Linked DNA regions of Mus musculus: regions 1, 2, 4, 5, 6 and 7 are each linked to region 3. A link is a contact called in public Hi-C, HiChIP or PLAC-seq and promoter capture Hi-C data. All regions are on one chromosome and are shown on one strand. Each heading gives the region's core, a stretch centred on a gene start, on an enhancer-like site or on the middle of the called end of the contact. The rest is flanking DNA. Distances are from core to core; before and after follow the strand shown.

Region 1 (2,911 bases), core at 91-2,590, 1.6 Mb before region 3:
TACCATGGTGAGGTCAATGGTCTACTGGGTGTGTGCATTCTCAGATAAGTGACTCCACAAGCTAACATCAGGGAAACATCCCCTCACCCACACTATCCTCGCTCCCTAAAAGGGCACTACCTGAATTTGGGTGTTCGTTTGTGCAACCTGCTGTTTTGACAAAGCTTAATTCCGAGTCCTTGAGGGATGGCTCAGCTTGCTAAGACTTCATGGAAGCCTGGGACCGTCCCGAACATTCCAGCCACAGACCTTCCTCCGAGGCACTTAGGATATGTCCGAGCTCCCTGCCCCACTCAAAGTGCAGCAACTGGCGGGTGTGTTTTTGCTCACACCAGGTCTGGGGGCCCTCTGCTGTATTCAAGTTTAGAAAGGTCGAGCGGGCGCGGCAACGGCCCTGGAGCGGGAGGTGGTGACGCGAGGGGTGGCACCCGGCTCTGCTCCCGGACTCCGGGAGCGTCTCCAAGGAAAGATAAACTCCTTTATCCGCCCCACAGCCTCCCTCCAAAGAGGGAGGCACCCGCACACCCACACTAAGCCACCGCGGGGCCCAGTTCATCCTGGAGTCAACCCCAAGTTCTCTCGGAACTTACTAGGTACTGACCAAGTCTGCGCGCGTGGGGGAATCTCCCTGTCCCTAGACGAAAGACACAGATCTTTGCGACCTGACACCTGATGAGGCATTTTCTCCCGCCACCCAGGGACTTCTGGTTGGGACTGGGGGGTGGGGGGTCGTCTTAAACTGTAGGAGGGAGTATCCCCTTCAATACCGCTATAGTCCCAACAGCTTCAGATGCATGTGGAGGATTCTGGCGACCGACGGCTCACCTGTAGGATCTTGTCCAGTCCCTCCTGACTCAGGCACGGAAACTCCTTGAGTAGATGCAGTTTCTGTGTATAGTAGTTTTTCTTGGCCTCCTTCCAGTGTGGCTCCTCCAGCACTTCGAAGATCGCTGCCCCGATGGCCAGGTAGAATATGATGGCCGAGGTGAGTAAAGGACCCCGGTCCACCATGACTCTGGAATGGCCACCTCCTGGAGAAAGAGTCCCCTAATTCCAGCAGCTCCGGGTTCACTCGTCCTGCAGCCCTGGACACAGCTGTTTGAATTTGGAGCTCCGCATGCGCAGTGCCCGGTACCCCCGCGCGCCGCTCCCGGGACAGTTGCTTGGCCAAGTTGGCTCCCTGAACGCGGGGAACTGCGTGGATCACGTTCTCACAGGCCAGGGTGAGCGCACATCAAAAGGGGGTTGGGGCCACCCCAATCTCTCGATCCTGAAGGGTAGGGTGAAACTCAGGACCCACACCAGCAGACACGTGTGCCGCCTCTGCGCGCGCGACAGTACGCCCAGCGCGCCTCCGCAGGGCTCTTTAAGCAGCTCTCAGCCCGCCCGCTCGCGCCAGACCCTGAAAGGGGTGGAGTCCATTCGGAACCCGCCCCTGGCCCCGCCCAGCGCGCCTGAAGTCATTACACCAAACACCGGGTTCTCCAAGCTCCAGGCCAAGGCTTCATGGCCCCACCAGACTTCCAGGAGCCACACAGTCGCGGGATTTGCGGTCTGCGGGACTCCAGTTGCGTATTAGAAATCGATATAATTCGCTAAAACGGTCATGCACCTTACTGCTGAGGTCAGAAATACATTGCCAGTGTTACTATCACATCCAGATGTTTCCCCAATTATTCCTGGGGCTCACACACTTACTTATCTGACCCGAGTAAGGAGATTGGATCTGAATTAGGATTACTGGGAATTAATCCCAACCACAAATGGGTGAAGAACCCATCCCAGGTCATCTGTGTTCGCGACACTTCTGAGAGAGGCGACAGACAGCCACACCCACATTACAAGGACCTCTTCCTTACTCCCAAGCCTGCTTAAAATTACAACACCACTTCCCCCTTACCCACCCCAGCTGGAATATCTACTGGAGAGACTAGAAATGCTTTCCACTCGGTGATGCATTTATCCACAGGCCTGTTAATAGCGATAAACACTCAGACCAGGTGTGGTGGTAGTGTGCACATTTAGTCCCAACTAGAGAGGTATACCAACTTTGTCTACATAGGGAGTTCTAGGCCAGCCAGGCTACACAGTAAAACCTTCTCTCAAAAATAAACAAATACTTGATAATAGGCAGAAGATGTGAATACATCTGTCAAAACTCGTCTGAGTTACTCCTCACTCTGCTTGCTTCTCTGAGCATTTATAAACCCTGGGCAGACGACATGTTTTTGTATCGTAATCGGGGGTTTGTCGTTAGATCTACTTTCCAGGAAAGAAATGGAAGCTAGGCAGAGCCATTTGGGCAGCCTCCACTGTCTCAAGTCAGGGGTGCTGACTTGTGTGCCAGAGCCACAGCCTGCCCCTGACCTCTGTGGCAGCAGATGCAACAGAGGCCAGAGTCCCTGGCACTACCCCCTCCCCAGGGCCTTTTCCTTCTGTGGGTGATTAATCGTCACAGGCCGAGAGTTGCAAGAAGGTTGTCTGTGGCTCTTGAAATCTTGCTGCATCTGCAGAGCTAAGGATGGCTCCACACTGCTGATCAGTCAATCATTTAGATAGGGTCTCCCTGTGTAGCTCTGGTTATCCTGGACCTCGCTATGTAAACCAAGCTGACTTTGAACTCACAAAGATCCACTCCCTACACTTCCCAAGTGCTGGAATTAAAGACATGGCCACCACCTCTGGCCTTCAATTGTTTGTAGCTCTTGTTTGAAGATTGTGAACATGCCCTGAGGGAGAAGTCTGAGCAGGAAACCGAGAAAACTCAGGTTTCTAGGGCAGGAGAGATGGCTTGTCAGTTAAGAGACTGACAGCCCTGTCTCGAAAAACCAAAAAAAAAAAAAAAAAAAAAAACAGAGAGAGACTGACAGCTATTACAGAGGACAGAGTCTCATTTTCCCTGTAACTCCAG
Region 2 (3,150 bases), core at 129-2,628, 1.8 Mb before region 3:
ACGAAGCTCTTTCTTTGCTTTGAAAAACTATCTCCTTTTATTGTATATAAAAAAGTAAAAATCATTTTAATCAATGCTTTCTTATGCTTAACTACACTTTTGTTGAAGATTTTTTAAAAATTATGACACAGTTTATTAAACTGTTTATCCTACATGTTCTGCCAAAAAAGCCCATAATCTCAGTTCAAGCCTGTTAGACCTCTTTATTGTACTTTTATATATATCACTCATAAACGCAAACCAGTTACTATCCCAGACTCATTATCAGCATCCAGTGCTTAAGAAAATTTACAGAATAAAAACTGTGTTCTGATTGTATTAACTCAGTGTACAGCATACACAGACAAGGAAACAAACCAGCTCACTTCGATATTATCTCTGTCTAGAATTAACAATCGTTTTGATCTAGAGATGGATAAAATTCATACAGGCATAAAATCCATTTACACACCGGTATCCGATTTTCAGCAAGTTATAGGCCGGCCATGGTCCTTTAAATAAGGATGCAACTTTAGGGTAAGACCTACTAACAAATGGTAGCAGCAAGGAGAGGAAGACACTAGTTCCTTAGAGGTAAATACTGGCCCCTCGCTCTCGAAATGCGAGCCTTTGTTGGTAAAAATCTATGTACAAAAGAACCCAACATCCTCACAGCCAAACCACAGCCATAATGTTGCAAAGAGACGGCTCACCGAAATACATACGTATATGAGTGTGCTTAACATCTTTCACCACTTACACCCCAAAACAAGGGTCTGCCACGCTCGGGTGCCCAGACTGCAGCTTCGCACCCCAGCTGACTGCAACTCAGCCCTGTCGGTCTGCTGAGCCAGCTAAACAAACCACTTCTTACATTCAGCTTGTTTTCCTAAACACTGAGGGTGGTTCCCCACACCCTGAACAAAATGTGTCACAAATCTGACCATCGTTCTCGAAAAAAAAAAAAAAAATTAAAATCCCATCTTAATCATTTCCCCCAAGCCTGAATCAATGTTCCTCGCTTCCCTAAGAAATCCACCCCAAAACCCACAAGCATGGTCACTTCATCTCAATTCAAAAGGAGCTACATGGAAAACGTGTCCTTTACCTTGCTTGGCTCCGGAGGCTTGGTTAGAGAGCAGCTTCCCCTGGCGGAGCAGATGGGTGGTGAGGTCGGCCCGCCCAGCCCAAGCCCAGCCCAGCCCAGCCCAGCCCAGCCCAGCCCAGCCCAGTCAGCCCAGCCCAGCGCAGCGAAGCCCTGCCCAGCCCAGCCCAGCCGTAGTAGGAGTTGCCCACCGAGAGGCGTCGTGTGTCTGTCTGTATAGCAGCCCCTGAAGCCCAAGCCTGAGTCCCCACCCAGCTTTGTCTTCAATCCTCATTCCTACAGGAAGCAGCTCATCTCCCACTTCCTCCTCTCTTAGTATCGGGTAGCAAGCCAGCTTTCTCGTTTGCTTCTCCCACCACTTCAGGGCTTCCTCTAAGTGGCTTTGTCTGCTGCTGATGCTAATTTGGCTCTAATCCCCTGGACCCCTTTTTTCCAGCGCCCTTCCATCCCCACTGCACTGTCTTCTCAGTCCTTTTCTTATCTCCCAGCGCTCATCTCCCAACAGTGTCCACACAGTGCCTCAGTGGGTTTCCTCAACACCCAAACTGCTTTCTCATTCTGAACTGAAGCTACTGTATTTATTGGGCCGGCGTAGACTCTGGTCCTGAGATCCGGGGCCAGCCAGCAGCGCCTTCTAATTTACGGCCTATCTGCATTCCCAAGCAGCTTGCAGCCTCTTGCTGCCGAGTTTTTCCTCTGTGGCCAGCCAACCTTTCCGGAGCTTCATTCCCCCAAGGTCTCCCTACCACTGAGATTTTATTTAACCCATATGCTTAGAAAATAATGGCACCCGCAGGACTTCTGGGACGTGTGAGCTAAGCCAAGTCCTGCAATGCTGAGGTAGATCTAGCAGTGAGAACAGTCCGAGGAGAGTGTGAATGAAGGGAGGGGTGTGGTCTGAGTGGCCCGGATTCCCAGTCCAGCCATAGATCCCCTCCTCTACCACCCACCTAATATTGGTAGGGCTGAGGGGCCTCTTTTGCCCTTTGTTTCAGACAATAGGATAGTGTCATGAATAAAGAGAACCATTGTCAGTCTGTCCTCCAGAGTTAAAATCTGAGCTGTCATTCCTGCCTGTAAACTTAGACAAATGACTTAATGTCTATATGCCTCAGTTTCCCCACTTGCAAAAATCATACCATATTTCACAGTGGAAAAATCTGAGAAGGAAGTAAGACCAGACAGATACGTGGTGCTTCAAATAGTTCCCAGAGCAGAGAAAATACTCAATTACATACTATCGGTTATTATTTACAAGAGACTGAAACTCAGGTGACAAGTGGCTCGGACAGTCAACAGCCGGTCGGACACCAGTGTTTGTTCCCCTGGCTTCCCCCAGTTATGTTCACAGCTGAGCCCTGATGCTTGTGGCAACAATTTACCCCAGGTTTGAGTTATTCTTTCTCTGGATTAAGGAAGCACTTTGGGGGAAGGTACATTTTAAACACCAGCAGGGCAGCGAGGAGGGAATCCTTGCTCCTGAAGGGAGGTGATGCATGGTAGTCATAGCTGCAGTTTCAGTACTGTAGCCTGAGACAACAGAATCACTTTGAGCTCAAAGCTCCTCTGAGTTACATGGTGAGACCCTGTCTCAAATGTAATTAATAAATAAATCCATCCTCTCTCAGAAGCCAGGCCTAGAAAGCTAACCTTCTCAAGCATTAGAAGCAATCTGCTACTGTATTTTGAAGGCCCTGTCCTACCTTCACTCACCAGGAGGGAATCTGACAGGAAAATCTAGATTGATGCAGGCTCATCAGCTGTGCCTTCCTCGCACACCCTGGGGACTACCGAATGTCATTCTGGCAGGCGCAAAAGTTACTCTCAGTGAGTGTTCTCAAACAATCCCAAGATTCCTTTTGTTTTGATTTCAAGTTCCATGAAGTTTCTCAGAAATCTTTTTTTATTGTAAGAGACCAGAAATGTCCAACATAAAGTATATATACATACATATATATAAAATAGTGTGTGTGTGTGTAATGCTAAGCCTAAGGGGGGGGGGAGGTCTCAAAAGTTTGGGGAAATTATAAAAACAAGACTTTGGTCAATTTTAAACCAAATTTTAA
Region 3 (2,841 bases), core at 263-2,762:
GGTCTAAGTGGGCCACAAACAGGGGGGGACACCGATATCGGCTGCATTGGAGCCTTTGGATTGTGGAACACAGGGGACCTTGTCAGAGTTGTGGAGTCACAGAAACTTAGGCACACAGGGAGGAAAGCATCTGACGTGTGCTGTAGGGTTCACACAGAACGGTGGTTCTATAATGAAGATAGCAGATTTTTTTTTTTTTTAAGAGAAAGCTGATGGATCCTTTTATGTCAGAGAGGTGATCATTGCCCAAGGCTCTGAGAATAAGGCTCTGAGAATCTTTGGACACTAGAACCACTTTTTAAACATTATTTTTATAATTAAAAATATTTTATTGGTACTGGAGAGATGGCTCAGTGGTTAAGAACACAGATAATACATGCAGGCAAACATTTATACATATAAAATAAGTTTTAAAATTATGTTTGAGTGCCTACAAATATGTATGTGGGCCACATGCATCCCATGCCTGCTGTATCCAGAAAGTGGGGGTGGGGGGTGGGTCTCCTGGAATTAGAGTTCTAGATGGTTGTGAGGTGGCATGTGGCATTGAACTTGAGGCATTGAGGTGAAAGGGTATTAAACCTGAGTCTCCAGCAAGAGCAGCAAGTGCTCTAACCACTGAGCAACACCTCTACCCCTATAGAAGCACGGGGACAAGAGAGTTCTCTGCCTACAAGGGCTGCAGGAGATGAGATGTTTTGCAGTGTCATGGAGCCCTTGAAGGTTCTGAGCATACTAGGCAGATTCCTGGCTGCCCCTGTTCTCCTCCTGTCCATCTTAGAATCTGCCCCCTTCTCCCTCAGAACTACCAAAGCCGGTCCTGCATTGTTCAAGAAAGTAGAGTCAAAGAGGGCTGAGATTTCAAGCTGCAGATGGCTTCAGACGTGGATTCTGCCAATGTTAGGCTTGCTTTAGAAGGGGATATTCCGTTAAGGTGGGGTATGGTAGTAGCAGGAAAGAACCCAGGTTCTGTCTGAGGTTAGCTTGGGCTTGGGTACCAGCTTGGATTAACTGTGCTACGTCAGGCTACAATGTTTCTTGACCTTTCTATGAGATCTACAGAGTTGAAACAATGATTTGAAGTATAGTCTCTAGCACAGTACAAAATCAAGGGGCAATAAACGGGGCTGGGCAGTGGTGGCACTCGCCTTTAATCTCAGCACTTGGGAGGAAGAGGCAGGTGGATCTCTGTGAGTTTGAGGCCAGCCTGGTCTACAGAGTGATGTCCAGGACAGCTGAAGCTACACACAGAGGAACCTTGTCTCGAAAACACCAAAGGTGGAAAAACAAATAAATGATGCAACTTGAGGACTGACTGAGAAGGGGTTTGCCCCTTCAAAGGGCTCAGGATAATAGCCTCTTCCTAGGCTCCAACCCCAGTCAACAACCCACAAGCCTTCTCCTATCTTCATTAAAACCCTTTGATGAATTATGCTTGGGCATGACGCAAGCGCTCTCCCCCTCCCCCTTGGGTTTCCCCTCCTCTTCCGGTTTTGGACCCGCCCCCTCCCCGTAGCGCCCCGCCTCCCGAAGCAGTTCCGGTTCGGCTGGCCGCTGCTGGCGGCACGGCTCCAAAGGGGCCGGAGCGATGCCCGCTGGTAGCCGAGCCGGCTCCCGCCTGCGCTCCGGCTCCCTCCCCCGGCCTTCGCGTCTGACTCTCAAGGCGCTGCGCCCCGCCTACGCGCCGAGGACCCCCGACTCCAACGGCGACTTAGACACCGGCTCCGAGCTGGGTCCCGGCAGCCCGGCTCCCACCGCGGAGGTGAGCGGGCGCCGAGGCTGATGAGAGGGGAGATTGGGGGGCGCCTGCAACCAAGGGTGAGTGGAGAGTCGGGGGCGCCAAGGGCCGCGGGGAGACGGTTGGGGAAGCCAGGGGAGGCCGCTCTGGAATGGAATCCGGAGAAAATCAGGGGGTTGAGCTGACCCGCGGGCAACAAGGGACGAGGCGCAGGGGCTGGGTCCTTGCTACCCGGCTAGGGGAGAAGGAACGTGCAAGAGGGGTCCCCGGAATCCAGACCTGGAGGAGGAGGTGCCCTGGGTTGTAGCCATAGAGATGAGGGATAGGGAGAGCTGGCCCCGGGCCTCCTGTAACCCGTAACCCGCATGAGGGCGAGGCAGCCGGGTGGGGACTGACAGCCACCTGACTCGGTGGGAATGGTGGCTGGTTTCGCAGGGCGGGAGTTAGGGTTGCCTGGAAAGAGGGAGGTGCTGTCGGGTGGGAAGGAGCTTGGCCTAAAGGTTAGAGAGGAAAAGTCCAGGGGAAAAAAAGGAGCCCTTGGGGATCTAATTTAGGGCCTTGGCTTTTTTACAGGTAAGTGTCTTTCAAGGTGTCAAAAATCTCTGGGTAGTGGATGACGGCTTTGGGGCTTGCCTGTTTGTGATCCCTTTAAGAAGCTAGATTGCGAGGGGCGGGTATGCATCGCTGATTCTCGTACAGGGACTGGGGGAGGCGATCGGAGAGAGGAAGTGATGTTCGTAGAGGGTAGTGATTTGTGAAAATAAAGATGTCACTCAGATTTCTTCTGACGCGAGTGGTTTCTTCTCCTCTGTGCTTCGTTTTTAAGAAGGTTCAGATGTCAGGCAAGTGTAAGTCTTTAGTACATTACCTTTAAATTAAAAAAATTAAATCTGCAAGGGGAATTTGGACGTTTGGATTTTACAGATAATTCAGTGCGAATTGTTAACACTTGAATACAGCTTGAGTTGGCCCGCATATTGGCCACAGGGTGGAAATATGGTCCGTGGAAATTCTTGGGTTTAAGAGGTCATTTACGACAAGAAGTGAAGCCACCCATAGTCCAGAATCCTACAAGATCGTCCCCATTGGTAACTCGAGGATTG
Region 4 (2,835 bases), core at 301-2,800, 1.7 Mb before region 3:
AGCCCCTTCCTCCCCACATGGCTTTGGTTATGGTGTTTATCAAAATAACAAAAACCAAACCAGGACACAAATTTCCTCCTTGGAGTGTTTCATATTTCCACCCAGGGATTCCAACCTCACAGGCAAGTACCTTTGCCAGGATACTCCTGTGTGGAACTATATGAAGCCACAATGAGATTCGAATGGGCTATCATACTTGTCCAAATTATTTCTACCTAGATCACTCACAGTTGAACTTGAATACCCTTCTCTAGTCCAAGAGGGGCCTATAAGCCCATGCACATCACTCTAGGCAGTTACAGTGGCCACACTTCCATAGTCAAACCCCGTTTTGCACAGGCCAGACCTTGCTTAGCTTCAGAAATCAAGCTGCATTCAGAACAGTATGGCCATAGTCTCAAACCTCTTTTTGTTTCCTGGTCCAAATCCCATTTCTAAAGTACAAGCTACCCGAGACACTGGCTTCCTCTACCCAAGGTGTGAATAAAGTGCAGCCTTAATTACTGCCACCTCTGAGCCATAACCAGTAAGGCCTTTACCCCCTCACTAGCAGTGGATGCAGCTCAGTGGTTTCAGACCCCAGGACAAGGTGCTGAGGTGTATATTTTACACACCAAGCAGACCTGGCCTCCAGGTTCTCCAAGCATCTCTCAGTCCCTACCTAGCATACCCTACCCCCAACCCTGAACTTTCCAGCCCACAGGCTCTTTACTATATAACCCAGACTTTTTTTTGTTTGGTTGGTTTTCTCTCTTCCTCTTCTTCCTTTTCCTTCTCTCTTTCTCTTCTCCCTCCCCTCTGTCTCCCTTCTCATGGCGACTTCCCTGGCCTCCTTCCTAGGGCCAGTGAACTCATCGGCACAAAAGCAGCTTCCCGATAAACCTATATATATACTAATCTGGCTTGAATTGGCTTACTTCACCAGTGGAGAAATAACTTATCAGTTTCTCAAAGCCACGAATCTCTGTCATTAACTCGCAGTGAACAACTGGAGAGCAGAGATGTTTCTTCAAGCTCCCTAGAGCTTCGCTTTGTTTTCAACTAGTTGCTGCATAGGATTGTCTGGGATGGAAAACGTCAAGGCCACGTATCATGTGCTGATACACAGAGCGGAAATGCGGTGTCCAGCCACGAGGCAGGCGAGGAGAGAGCGCACAGGACAAGGAAGAGCCAGATATCCTGGGTGTGGCTTGGGCAGGCAGGGGCGTGGCCCCCGCGCGGAGGCGGAGCTTCAAGGTGCAGGCCTCTCTCCTCACCTGAGGCTGGTTGGGCTGAGCCTGAGCGATGGCGGGGTTGGCTTTCCGTTTCAGGAAGCGTGTCAGCCAGCCCGTGGCTGTCTTTGGGGTCGCCGCCGCTGGCTCCGCCTTCGCTCCCGAGGTCTGTACGCTCTGACTGGACGTGGAAGGCTGGGCTACCAGACTGGCCCGTTTGCGGGCCTCCCGGAACTCGGCTAACCGCTGTTCCATGGTGCGCAGCCGCCCGCTCGCCGGTGTGTGTCCAGGCCTGTCCTCGGCCGCCGTGCGCCTGCGCACGTGGCCCTCTGTTGCGCCTGCGCGTTGCATGAGCCCGGGTCGGAATTTTCCAAGGCTTTGTGACGTCTGGTGACCCTCCTGTACCTGGAGCGGTCCTCGGTTCTCGAGAGGAGAGTGAACTGAGTGTCCCATCTCCTCCGGCTAAAAGGTTGCGTTTAAAGTATGAGAACCGTCAGATGTTCCGGCTCTTGCCCGGGCCGCAGAACTCAGTTCTGACGTGTTTGCTCCTCACCTCAGGTTCAGGGAAGAACGCATGCGGGGAAGCCAGTGGTCAGCACCGCAGAAAAAGCGTCTCGGGACGCGGGAGGAGACCTGTGATCTCTGGGAAGTTTCCCGTGTCAGAAAGGCAGGATGCGTCCTACCTTCTAACTCTTACTGCAGTCTATCAGTCTCGCTGAAGGTGTTCACACCTCCATTTTCTTAGCATTTAGTTTGCTTGCTACACTAGAAAGATGCATTGACTAGACAAGAAATGTAAAACAAACGAACTTACTGAGGAAAAACTTAAATACACAAACCTGGGGGGGGGGGTTGTCAAAAGACTTTAAAAGCTAAGGATAGGAGGAAGCCAGACTGAAACTGTCTTATGGCCATCACAGGGCCACTCTTGAACTCCCAGCAGCGTGTTTGCCTGCACAAAACCAAACGACCCAACCTTCGCAAGCCCCCACTCCTAACTGGGGAGCTACTTATGGGTGATGATTTCGGGCGGGGTAGAGAGTCAGTTTCATGTAAGCCCTGGTAGATCCTGGTGGATTGCTCCATACCCATGAATGGGAATTTGTGGACTTCTTAAAAAGTGAAAAAGAGGACAAGGTGCGAGAGGGGTCAATGTTGGAGGAGTTAGAGGAGGAGAATGCATATGACCAAAACATACTAAAAATATATAAAATCTATAAATCGTAACTATAGTGTGTAACTACCATCCAGTAAAGAACATTTCTAGAACTCTGGGTGTTCTTATCCTTTCTTGCAATTAGTATTTACCCAAAAATTAAAATTTTAGATCTTACAGTTTTACAGATTTTTAAAGCTCCAAGCTAAGTACCAAGGATTTAGCTAAGTAGCACTTGCAGAATTGAGTCTCAAATACTTGTTGGATACTACTGAGTTCGAGTCAAAAAGCTAGAAAATATTCATTTAACAAATGTTTGTCTAGGGCTATGTGTTGAGTTCGGCACCAAACATTAAGGATTGAGAGCAGGAGGCAGGGATCACAAATGAAATAAAGACCTTTGCTTTCTACATTCTAATTGGAAAGATTTTTTTGTTGTTTTGGGTTTTTTGTTTTGGGTTTTGGGTT
Region 5 (2,911 bases), core at 144-2,643, 1.4 Mb before region 3:
CTTCTGTGCCTCTGGCTTTATCTGGTATCAGGAAGAGATGGTACTCCACAGCATCCTCTACCATTGCGAGCTTTCCACTGCCCTCCATTCTTCTCTAAAAATGGCCATCAAAGTTCAAGGGACATAAGCCACACAAAAGGAGAAATAACAGCATTCTCAGAATTCTTCTAGGTGACTACATTATTTCCCCCAAATTTGATACACACCTACCATCATGGTTCCGGCCTTTACCAGACACCACTTGATTTATCCTCTGAATAACAGACTTAAAACTATCTTCCTTAAAATTAAATTATGTGAACTGGAAACCTTGATATTATGGAGTAAATGAAAGTCCAACAACTCACTTCCCAAACCAAAGAAGTATGTGAGGATAAAAGTTAAAAATAGCTAGGTGTGCCTATGGTCTCAGCTGAGAGATCAAGGCAAAAGGATCACCTGGGTCCAGGATTTTGAGGCTAGGCTAGGTAACATAAGACGATCCTTTCTCACAAATAAATAAATGTTTGCCCTTCAGTCGGCAGCAGTGTGTGTAACACAGTTTGAAAACATTCCATTACTATCCATTATTCTCTCACACCTTCCAACCGTGCTTCAGTCGGTGGCATACTTTGGGCACTTTACTTTCTTGAGCTTTCTACTTAGTCGTGAAATGAAAGTGTTAGTCTGCCGTCTCTAAAACACCTTCCTTTAAAATTGTGTTACTAGGTGCGTTAAAAAGCAATGCCCCTTGCTCTACAGGGCTTCTATAGAAGATTTAAAAGTGCCAACACTTGCGTGTCGGAGTTTCGTCCCAAAATAATTGGTCATGGTTCCGGATGCCCACCTAACGCAGCAATTTAATTCCTAAGCTTACTTGGCTTTGCAATGAACCAATAAGGAACCTGCACCTTCTATGCAACTACCCACTCACCACTGTAAATTAGAATCGTGCTGCCTCTCACCCTGGCGGATCAAGGAAAAACTCTACCCACCCTCACCCTAAATCCAAGCAGGGCTCTTTATGTAGAATTTACAGAGTCAGAATTGGACTTGAGATCATGGGAATTAATGAAAAATGACATACCCGAGAGTACAGAAGAGGAGCCACCAGGAGCACTGTCCTGGCGCGGTATAGTGCTCCTTCACCAAACTAGACGCTCTTCTTCCACCTGACAAAAGTAAAGCGATCCCTTTCAATAGCTCTCTCGTGCGCCTCTGCTCTGGCACCTTTCCTTGGCTGCCTCTTCCAGCAGGACACTTGGTCAGAGGCGACCACCAACCGCCCAATCCCGGCCCATGCTGGGTCCTCGCGTTCGCTTGGGCCCTGATCCACGCCTGAACGCCTGCAAGTCGTGAGGCTCGGAACCCTGAGTATAGTCTCTAGTGCGCATCGGAGCCAATTTCCGAAAGACGCTGTACCTTCGTCACTTCCGCTCATGAGAGGAAGGAGGCAGGTCGGAAGACTATAGAGTGGGAACTCTGGGAGGTGGCGGTCCGGAATCTAAGCGACGGGGCGAGACGGGGCGAGACGGGGCCGGTAGGTGGCAGGAGGGGGCCGGGCCGGAGCCGGCGGGAGGGCCAGGCCCCGAGGCCCCCGCCCTGGCTTGCCCGCCCTGGCCGCAGAGGAGAAAAAGGAGGATGATCTCCAGATACACTCGGAAGGCCGTGCCGCAGAGCGTGGAGCTGTGAGTGGATTGCTCTGCTCGCCCAGCTTGGGCCGCCGGAGCTCAAGGGACCTTATAAGGCCCGTCCTCTCCTTTCCCGTCCCAGACATAGGGAGGGAAAATACTATCCCGGATTCTCACCTCCCAGCCCTGGTGGAAGCTGCCTTTTGTCTTTGGGTCACCAGCTTAGGGTGTGCCTTTGGGACTGTTAGGTCCTGAATTGAGGGAGTGCTGCATCCGTTGTTCCCACAGTGCTTTTGACCCCACTGAAGATAATAGCTTAAATGCTACAATAACGTTGAACGTGTCTAGTTCAGAACACCATGCAAAGCTGTTTGCTTGAATGCAATAGCGAAATCAGGTTGAGACCAACTTTGCACATCCTACAAATAAAGATCACAGGTCTAAAGGTTGTATCTAGAAGGTGGTGCAGCTCAGACGTACAAACCAAGGGTCAATCCGATTGTAAAGCCTGTTGTCAAGCAATTCACACATTGCCGTCACACCCCCTGCAAATAATGCTAAAAAGCAAGCACTTTGGTAGTTTAAAAACCTGCTTTGTACCCTTAGTAAAGTGTAACATAGAGCCTTATATCTACTGACTGGTACTTTGCAATTTCAAAAGAACCTGCAGTTTCTTGGTCCTTTCAGCAGTTCTGAAAGATTGCTGTAACTAGCTTCTGTTGCTCAGATAAAATTAGAAAGCTTCCACATCTGAACCCAATAGGGCCTGAACGTTTAAACCAAGTCCCATTGGTCCTCCTCATTGAAGTAAGCAATTTCAACAGCCATACACTTATTATGCATTCCAATAACATTCATTTAAAGTCACACCTGAGATTTTTAGATGGATACTTTTCTTGCCACTTAGCTTTTAGGAAATTTAACTAGATCTGGGCCTTCCTGTCTATGTATACAACTAAGATGTACAAGTATACCTAAAATGATGACGTAGGGCTGGTACATAATAGATCCTCAATAAGTGATAGCACTACTTTCTTCTTCCCGCCTTTACTTGGTAAAAGAGCCATACAAAGAAGAGAACCTCTCCTTGCTTTTCAGAAGCATGTTATCTATTAAGGAATATGTTATTTGCACAACAGCAAATCAGATAATAAGCTCCTTAGGGAATAAAACTAAGAAATAATCATTTCCCCAAAGTGAGAAGGATTTAACTTAAAATCTGCTTTTAATTTTTAAAATTCCATTTAGTGTATCATGCACATGCGCGTGCACCATAGCACACATTTGTTTTTTTGATTTTT
Region 6 (3,099 bases), core at 513-3,012, 1.5 Mb before region 3:
TCCTTTTTCTGATGATCTAGATCTGTGTTCAGATCTATATTCAGGAGTTAGTAACCTTGTCCCTACAATGGTTCTTTTAAAATGTCCTCTTGTTCCGCTTAAGCCCTTTGGTGACATTCTATCCCTCTCGGAATAAACCCAGAACATTATAATGGCTTTATAAAAACATAACACTCGTGAGGCTCCGTGTGATCTAGTGCCTGTCTATTTTTTGACCTCATCTATAATGATCTGTCCTACATTTCTTTGTTTTACCTTTTATTGTTATGTGTTATGGGTGTTTTGTCTGTGTATACTGTGTACCACATTTGAGCAATGCCCACAGAGGCCAGAAGAGGACCTCAGATCCCTTGGAACTAGAGTTCCAGAAGGTTGTAAGCTGTTATATTGAAGCTGGGACTCAAATCCAGGTCCTCTAGAAGAACAATCAGGACTCTAAACCATTCTGCCATTTCTCCAGCCCCAGTCCTAACCTTTCTTTACACCCGCCAGGCACATCTCCACCCCAGGGCCTTTGCACGAGCTTATTTTACTCTGTCTACAAGTCTCTCCCCACAAATCCTAACTTGGCTGTTCCTGTCAGCTCTGTCAAGCTCTTTATTCCAGTGTTGCCTTAACAATGAGGCTATCCATCCTACGTAAAATAGCAAAACCGCTCCTCCTCTTACCATGCTTTAACTTCTGCCCCAGCACTTACAACCGTGTGTACAGTTATTTATTTTGTTTTCTCCCATAGAATTTTGTTTACATTAAGATGCATTTTTTATGTATCCTGTACTTTTAATATTTTGTCTCATTAATTATATTTTGAAGAGCTAGGGAAATGGCTTAGTGGTTAATAGCACTGGCTTCTCACAGAAGCAAGCAACTCCCATAGTAAGAAAGAAAGCAGCCCCAAGTAGCTTTACTGGAGATTCGTCTTAGATGGTGATTGATCCTACTGATTGACCAAGGTAAGAGTTTTACCTAAAGCGTCTATATACCTAAGCACAGTCCCTCGTTTATTTAAAGCAAGGTATCAGTATGCACCCCTGATAACCTGAGTCTACTGTGTACACTGGGCTGACCTCAAATTCAGAGGGCTCTGCCTCTGTCTCCTGGGATTAAAGGCAGGCCTGGAACTCCTTTTTTTGTTTTTGTTTTTGTTTTTCGAGACAGGGTTTCTCTGTATAGCCCTGGCTGTCCTGGAACTCACTCTGTAGACCAGGCTGGCCTTGAACTCTGAAATCCACCTGCCTCTGCCTCCCAAGTGCTGGGATTAAAGGCATGCACCACCACGCCCGGCTAAGCCCGGAACTCCTAACCTTAAAAAAAGATTTTTTTTTCATGTTCATATGTACATGGCACATGTGTGTCCATGGGTGCACATTAAAGTATGTGGGTGTAGAGGGTAAAGTTGACATGGAATGTCTTCCTCCATGGCTTTCCCCTTTGTTCATTGAGGCAGGGTCTCCCACTGAACCTGGGGCTCACCAATTCAGCTAAGCAGCATCTAGCCCAGAAGATCTGGAAACTGTTAAAGCTATTTGTTTGTGGTGGGTTTCACTATATGCTTTATAAGGTTAACTTTGCAACCCAAGGTTACAAGCTCCCGGCCTAAAAGTTGAACTACAATTCCCAGAGTGCATCGGTAATCTCTCTGAGACTGCTGGGAAGTGTGTCAGATTTCCACTTACCCAACCACCCCTACGTGCGCTGTAGCGATGAAACTACATTTCCCAGAGTGCATCTTTAAGGAGGATTCTGGGAGGTGTGGCAAAGCGTCAATCCCACTGGGAAGGGAAAAGAGAAACCATTTGAACTTGAACATTTGGAGTTTCCAGGGGCGTGCAGACCATTGGGGCATAGAAGGCATCTCGAAAAGAGTGAGTACAGGAAACGAAACCTGTTCTAAGTGCAACTAGGATGTAGTAAGGAGCCATAATCAAAACTTGCCAGACGCTCTCGGTTACAGAGTTTGACAGTTTTAACTTAAACCTTTCAAATCTCGAGAAACCGGACGTTTTTGTACCCAACATTGAGTACCTCTAAATATTTTCTGAAATATTTTTGAAGAGCTATTTAAAATGGAAGTTTCCAATATTTCACCTTTTCTCTTAATTTTTTAAATGGTGGCGGGATCTTTTAGAAATAAACCATAAAGCTTTTTATATAAACCAGGGCACAGAGACCGTGAAGTCTGCAACACGGCTGCTCATCAGCTTCCAGCATTCCCAGCCATCGAAGTCCACAGTGGAGTGGCTGCTCCCTGGGCACCTGTGAAGATTCAGGAGGAACCCACGGTCACGCTTTATGCCTTTCAAGTCATTCCATCTGGAAAGATGAACAGAATGAGAAATGTGTGTGTGTGTGCCATAGAAGTTGTTAGTTCATACGTTCAAATGCCTTGGCATTTATTAGTTTTGAGTAAAAACAACGTTACCTTTCATCTCATCGATAATTCTTTGTATACACACACACCAGGAGCGTCAAGTGTGGGGATGCTGTTTGACATATTGTCCAGTCGTCAGGCCATGATAATCGACAGTTGGCTAAAATTAATTTGGTATCAAATATTGGACAAGAAACCAGGTAGCTGTATGGCCATACAAGAGCAGTGAGTAGTTACAGCTCGATTCCCAGGACCCATTAACCTCACCAGAGGAATTCCAGTAGCCTAAATTTCCAGTAGCGTGAAAATAACCTCTTTTAGCCGTTAGTCCTGGAAACTACTGGTTTTGTTATACATTATTGTATTTATATATACATATATATGTGTGTGTATGTATGTATATGCATGTGCTTTAAAATTTAAAGATAGCCTATAATCCTTCCTGCTGAAGCAAAAGAGTCGCTATGAGTCTGAGGCCAGCCTGGGTTACAGAGTGATACTTTGTCTCAAAAATAAATAAATAAATGAAATTTAAAATCAGTAAAAATAAATAAGTAAATTTTAGTCAGGGCTGGAAAAGTGGCTCAGCAGATAAAGTGCTTGCTGAGTTTGAGTCCCCAGGACCCATGTAAAGTGGGGTGCAATAGTGCACATCTGTGACTCTCTGGAAGCTCACAGGCTAACCAGCCTAGTATACACAGTGATGAATGACAGAAATATCATGGCTC
Region 7 (3,151 bases), core at 644-3,143, 1.9 Mb before region 3:
TTCAAAAGCCATGCCCACCCCACATCTTTTCCCTTCCCACAATTCCCAGTGAGCTCTCTGAGTCCTCCTTGAAGATAAGGATGCGAGTTCTCAGCTATGGCTCCGGTGCTCTGCCTGCCTGGTGCCACACTCCACACATGATGGTCATTGATTCACCCTCTGAAACTGTAGGGAAATCTCAGGGTAAATGCTCTCTGTTAGAAGCTGCTTTAGCCATGGTATCTCTTCACAGAATAGAAATGTAACTAAGACAAGGACTCAAAAGTATATTGCTGCATTTTCGTATCTAATGTAACTAAAGCTCCAAGAGACGTGCTGTGCTCTTCTGGCCTCTGCGGATACCCGACATACATATAAACACATACACACACATACATACATACATACAAATTATGTAGACAATCCTATTAAGGAATGCCGTGACATTTAGAAAATGATGTTTAATCCAAATACTGACAGCTCGGTTGGAGATAATATAATTTGCTTTAAAAATCAAAACAACAGAGTTTGAATCCATGGAGTTAGCTTTACTCACACTGATCACTATTATATCTTAAAAGAACATAGGAATTTTCAACTCAACATACAACGTTTACAAAAGTTCTCTGTGCTTCCTTCTACTTCCTGATTCATTACCTTTTCAAAGAACTTGGGCCAGTCACTGCTGTGGATGTTTCTCAAGTTACCTCTGTCTTCAATCTTGTAGTGTCTGATTTTCTGGTCTTCAAGCCAAACGATAAAGTTTCTAAATTCTGTTTCATCTGCAACGAAACATCATATATCAAGTCACTAAAAGCCTTTGTGATCCTTGGTGGCTTTCTAACCTGCAAACACTACATTAACTGACCCCGAGGGAAGTCAGCAAGAGCTCAAAGTTCAGACTGCAGAGCCATAGATACCTGGCTCACTGCAATAGACTCAAATTCTGGATGAGCCTCAGAAAACCGGATACACTTTCTAAGCTTCAGATTCTTCAGATACAAGATGAGGAAAACGGGACTTACTTCGTGGGGATGTTTTGAGTATTGAATGAATTAAACATGCAGGGCACAGTGTTTCCTATGTTTTATTAGAACTCTGGTTCCTTTAGAGTTTAAGGGGCATTGGGCAGGTAAAAACTTTGAAGCAAGCCAATAGAATAAAATAAACTAGAAATAAACGATTAAAGCACCCTGAATACAAATATTAAAAACTGAAAGCTAGGGGACAGTGTACAGTTACCGGGACGCACCTGCTTCCTTAGATCCAACCCCTCCAAACACCAAAACCCAAAACCCTCAGGAAAGATCCTCATTTTACTCGTCAGAAAACTGAGGTCTCAACCCCCAATTTCGGCTCTACCGCCACCCAGCAATCTTGAGCCAAGTAAAAGCCAAGTAAAAACCAGGACTGACCCTGATATGCTTCTGGAGACCAAACGCTGCCACCCCGCTTCTACCGGTGCGTCCTGCACAGCGGAATGAGGCCCTGGTCCCCGCCTCACTCTCAGTTTCCCACTGGCCCGCAGGACTGGAATATCTTTTTTTCTGAACGGTTCCACTTCCCTGGCAGCCGGCCACGAACTTTCTGCGCGCCCCGAAGGGCATCCCCGGTCCCCTCCCCTACCCCGCAGGTGCCCGCCGAGCCGCCCGGGGGCCGGGAAGCCTGCCGAGCGCCTCAGGGCAGCGGCTGCCGGGTCTGGGTCCGGGTCCGGGCGGGCTGGGGAGGCGCCGTCGCCGAACCCCGCGGCCGCCACCCACCTTTGCAGTTGAAGCCTGAGGGGTTGTGGTAATCCAGGGCCGTGAGCTTGCGTCGGAACATGGTCCCCGCTGCTCGCGCTGGCCGCCCGGGCCTCCGCCGGGACAGGAGAAGCGAGGTGAGGCGGGCAGCGCAGGCACCGGCGACGCGGCGAAGGGGCGGGGCGGTGACCGACGCTCCGACGGACGGCGGACGGAGCCAATCGCGGCTTAGGAACGCCCGCAGCCCGCAAGCGCTGGCCAATCATCGCTGCTGCTTAGGAGGCGGGGCCACGTCGGTGCACGTCGACGCTCAAATAAACTTTATTGTCAGCTTCCTAGTTGTACAATGGACCGAAAGCAGGTCTGAAGCTGCGATTCGTGGATCTAACTCCTTTTCTTGCAACAGTAGGCAAAACCAAAACCCAAAACCAAAACCAAAAAAAAAAAAAAAAAAAAAATGTCTGTACGCTTTCTCGAGTCGGCTATAGCTCTTATTGGCTCAGAGTTGCTGTTTAATATCTTGAGCGTATTAATTGCTCGTCTTTGAACGCTGGTAATACAAAGATCGAAAAGAAAGGTCCCTGCAGGATATTCTTTCGGACTAATTGGAGTGATGTGGAGATTAGATACAACCCCCATGCCATATTTCAGTTTGTCCCCAAACAGTGAAGTCAGAAACCGGGAACCTGCGTTTCCTTCTCCTCAAACCTCTCAGTCACTACCTTCAGTGGGCCACTAAGTCCTGCCATCTCTTCTCTCTCATCCTTTCTTGCCTTTCCTGATGTATTTTCCCCACTCTGTAACGCGACTGATAATCTAAAGCGCCCATTTAAAACTTTCTTCTTATCTTTTAGCAAAGCTGTCGGTGCTTATGATCTAAGTTGCATGCTTCCAGGTTTTTGGCCTCTTATCCAAATATGCAAAAGCAAAATAGTTTTATTTGAAGCAATGCTATAGTGCAAAGTTACAGAATGACAGCAGGCAACGCGAGCAAAAGTACCAAGTACCTCAGGCTACAGCCTGGGTCTCTTCACCGGTCAAGAAAAAGGAGGCGCTGGTTACTAATGTGAATGATCCTTTATTTCAATTGATAGATCAGGTTATACGATCATTTCAATACTGCTCACGTCCCTTCCAATAATGCATCTGGCTTTAATCACATGCACAGGCATATGAGAGTAAATAAGAGATTCTTCTTAAAAGCTTATTAGAGGACATAGTTTCCCCTTAATTGTGCCTATACCCCAAGCAAGTTCAGGCCATCTTGACCCTTCTAATCTTTATACCCCATACATTGGGAATATACTTGAATAAAAACTGTGTAGGTGTGATTGGTACTAGGGGTGAAGAAACATTATTATTTAGAGGTAGAAGTATATATAATCTGGGGAGGTTAAGGGAGTTCCGAGGTGCCAGGTAAATTGTTTGGAGAA

The links. Promoter capture Hi-C pulls out the DNA fragments that hold promoters and counts their contacts. A called contact is a pair of places that touch in the nucleus more often than the background predicts. HiChIP or PLAC-seq counts read pairs in DNA pulled down with a chosen protein or histone mark.
Region 1: a contact with region 3 is called in a promoter capture Hi-C map of pre-B cells, with 4 times the contacts expected there. The contact joins the promoter of Kcnk5 here to the promoter of Samd8 in region 3. A contact is called at or near these places in 3 of 39 promoter capture datasets (erythroid cells, liver and pre-B cells) and 1 of 484 Hi-C or Micro-C datasets (B cells).
Region 2: a promoter capture Hi-C map of pre-B cells shows a contact between it and region 3. The contact joins the promoter of Gng2 here to the promoter of Samd8 in region 3. A contact is called at or near these places in 1 of 39 promoter capture datasets (pre-B cells) and 1 of 9 other capture datasets (liver).
Region 4: a Hi-C map of CD8 T cells shows a contact between it and region 3, with 6 times the contacts expected there. The contact joins the promoter of Saysd1 here to the promoter of Samd8 in region 3. A contact is called at or near these places in 2 of 39 promoter capture datasets (liver and pre-B cells) and 1 of 484 Hi-C or Micro-C datasets (CD8 T cells).
Region 5: an H3K27ac HiChIP or PLAC-seq map of thymic regulatory T cells shows a contact between it and region 3, with 8 times the contacts expected there. The contact joins the promoter of Ecd here to the promoter of Samd8 in region 3. A contact is called at or near these places in 2 of 39 promoter capture datasets (liver and pre-B cells), 2 of 115 datasets of contacts at active chromatin or transcription factors (astrocytes and thymic regulatory T cells) and 2 of 9 other capture datasets (adipose tissue and liver).
Region 6: a contact with region 3 is called in a promoter capture Hi-C map of liver, with 4 times the contacts expected there. The contact joins the promoter of Nudt13 here to the promoter of Samd8 in region 3. A contact is called at or near these places in 2 of 39 promoter capture datasets (liver and pre-B cells) and 1 of 484 Hi-C or Micro-C datasets (CD4 T cells).
Region 7: a contact with region 3 is called in a promoter capture Hi-C map of pre-B cells, with 4 times the contacts expected there. The contact joins the promoter of Rtraf here to the promoter of Samd8 in region 3. A contact is called at or near these places in 3 of 39 promoter capture datasets (liver and pre-B cells) and 2 of 484 Hi-C or Micro-C datasets (B cells and CD4 T cells).

Annotation. Positions count from the first base shown.
Region 1 is chr14:20,180,442-20,183,352 of GRCm38.p6, forward strand. It overlaps Kcnk5 (potassium channel, subfamily K, member 5), which reads right to left and starts at 1,341. Exons shown (of 5, transcript NM_021542.4): 1 at 826-1,341. The coding sequence starts at 1,011.
Region 2 is chr14:19,975,871-19,979,020 of GRCm38.p6, forward strand. It overlaps Gng2 (guanine nucleotide binding protein (G protein), gamma 2), which reads right to left and starts at 1,379. Exons shown (of 4, transcript NM_010315.4): 1 at 1,088-1,379.
Region 3 is chr14:21,749,019-21,751,859 of GRCm38.p6, forward strand. Samd8 (sterile alpha motif domain containing 8) reads left to right here and starts at 1,513. Exons shown (of 6, transcript NM_026283.3): 1 at 1,513-1,762. The coding sequence starts at 1,589.
Region 4 is chr14:20,081,622-20,084,456 of GRCm38.p6, forward strand. It overlaps Saysd1 (SAYSVFN motif domain containing 1), which reads right to left and starts at 1,551. Exons shown (of 2, transcript NM_026209.1): 1 at 1,257-1,551. The coding sequence starts at 1,466.
Region 5 is chr14:20,346,728-20,349,638 of GRCm38.p6, forward strand. It overlaps Ecd (ecdysoneless cell cycle regulator), which reads right to left and starts at 1,394. Exons shown (of 14, transcript NM_027475.3): 1 at 1,067-1,394; 2 at 1-94. The coding sequence starts at 88. Fam149b (family with sequence similarity 149, member B) reads left to right here and starts at 1,435. Exons shown (of 14, transcript NM_001024512.2): 1 at 1,435-1,667. The coding sequence starts at 1,621.
Region 6 is chr14:20,292,928-20,296,026 of GRCm38.p6, forward strand. It overlaps Nudt13 (nudix (nucleoside diphosphate linked moiety X)-type motif 13), which reads left to right and starts at 1,763. Exons shown (of 9, transcript NM_026341.3): 1 at 1,763-1,865.
Region 7 is chr14:19,821,930-19,825,080 of GRCm38.p6, forward strand. It overlaps Rtraf (RNA transcription, translation and transport factor), which reads right to left and starts at 1,894. Exons shown (of 8, transcript NM_026528.3): 1 at 1,740-1,894; 2 at 637-761. The coding sequence starts at 1,800.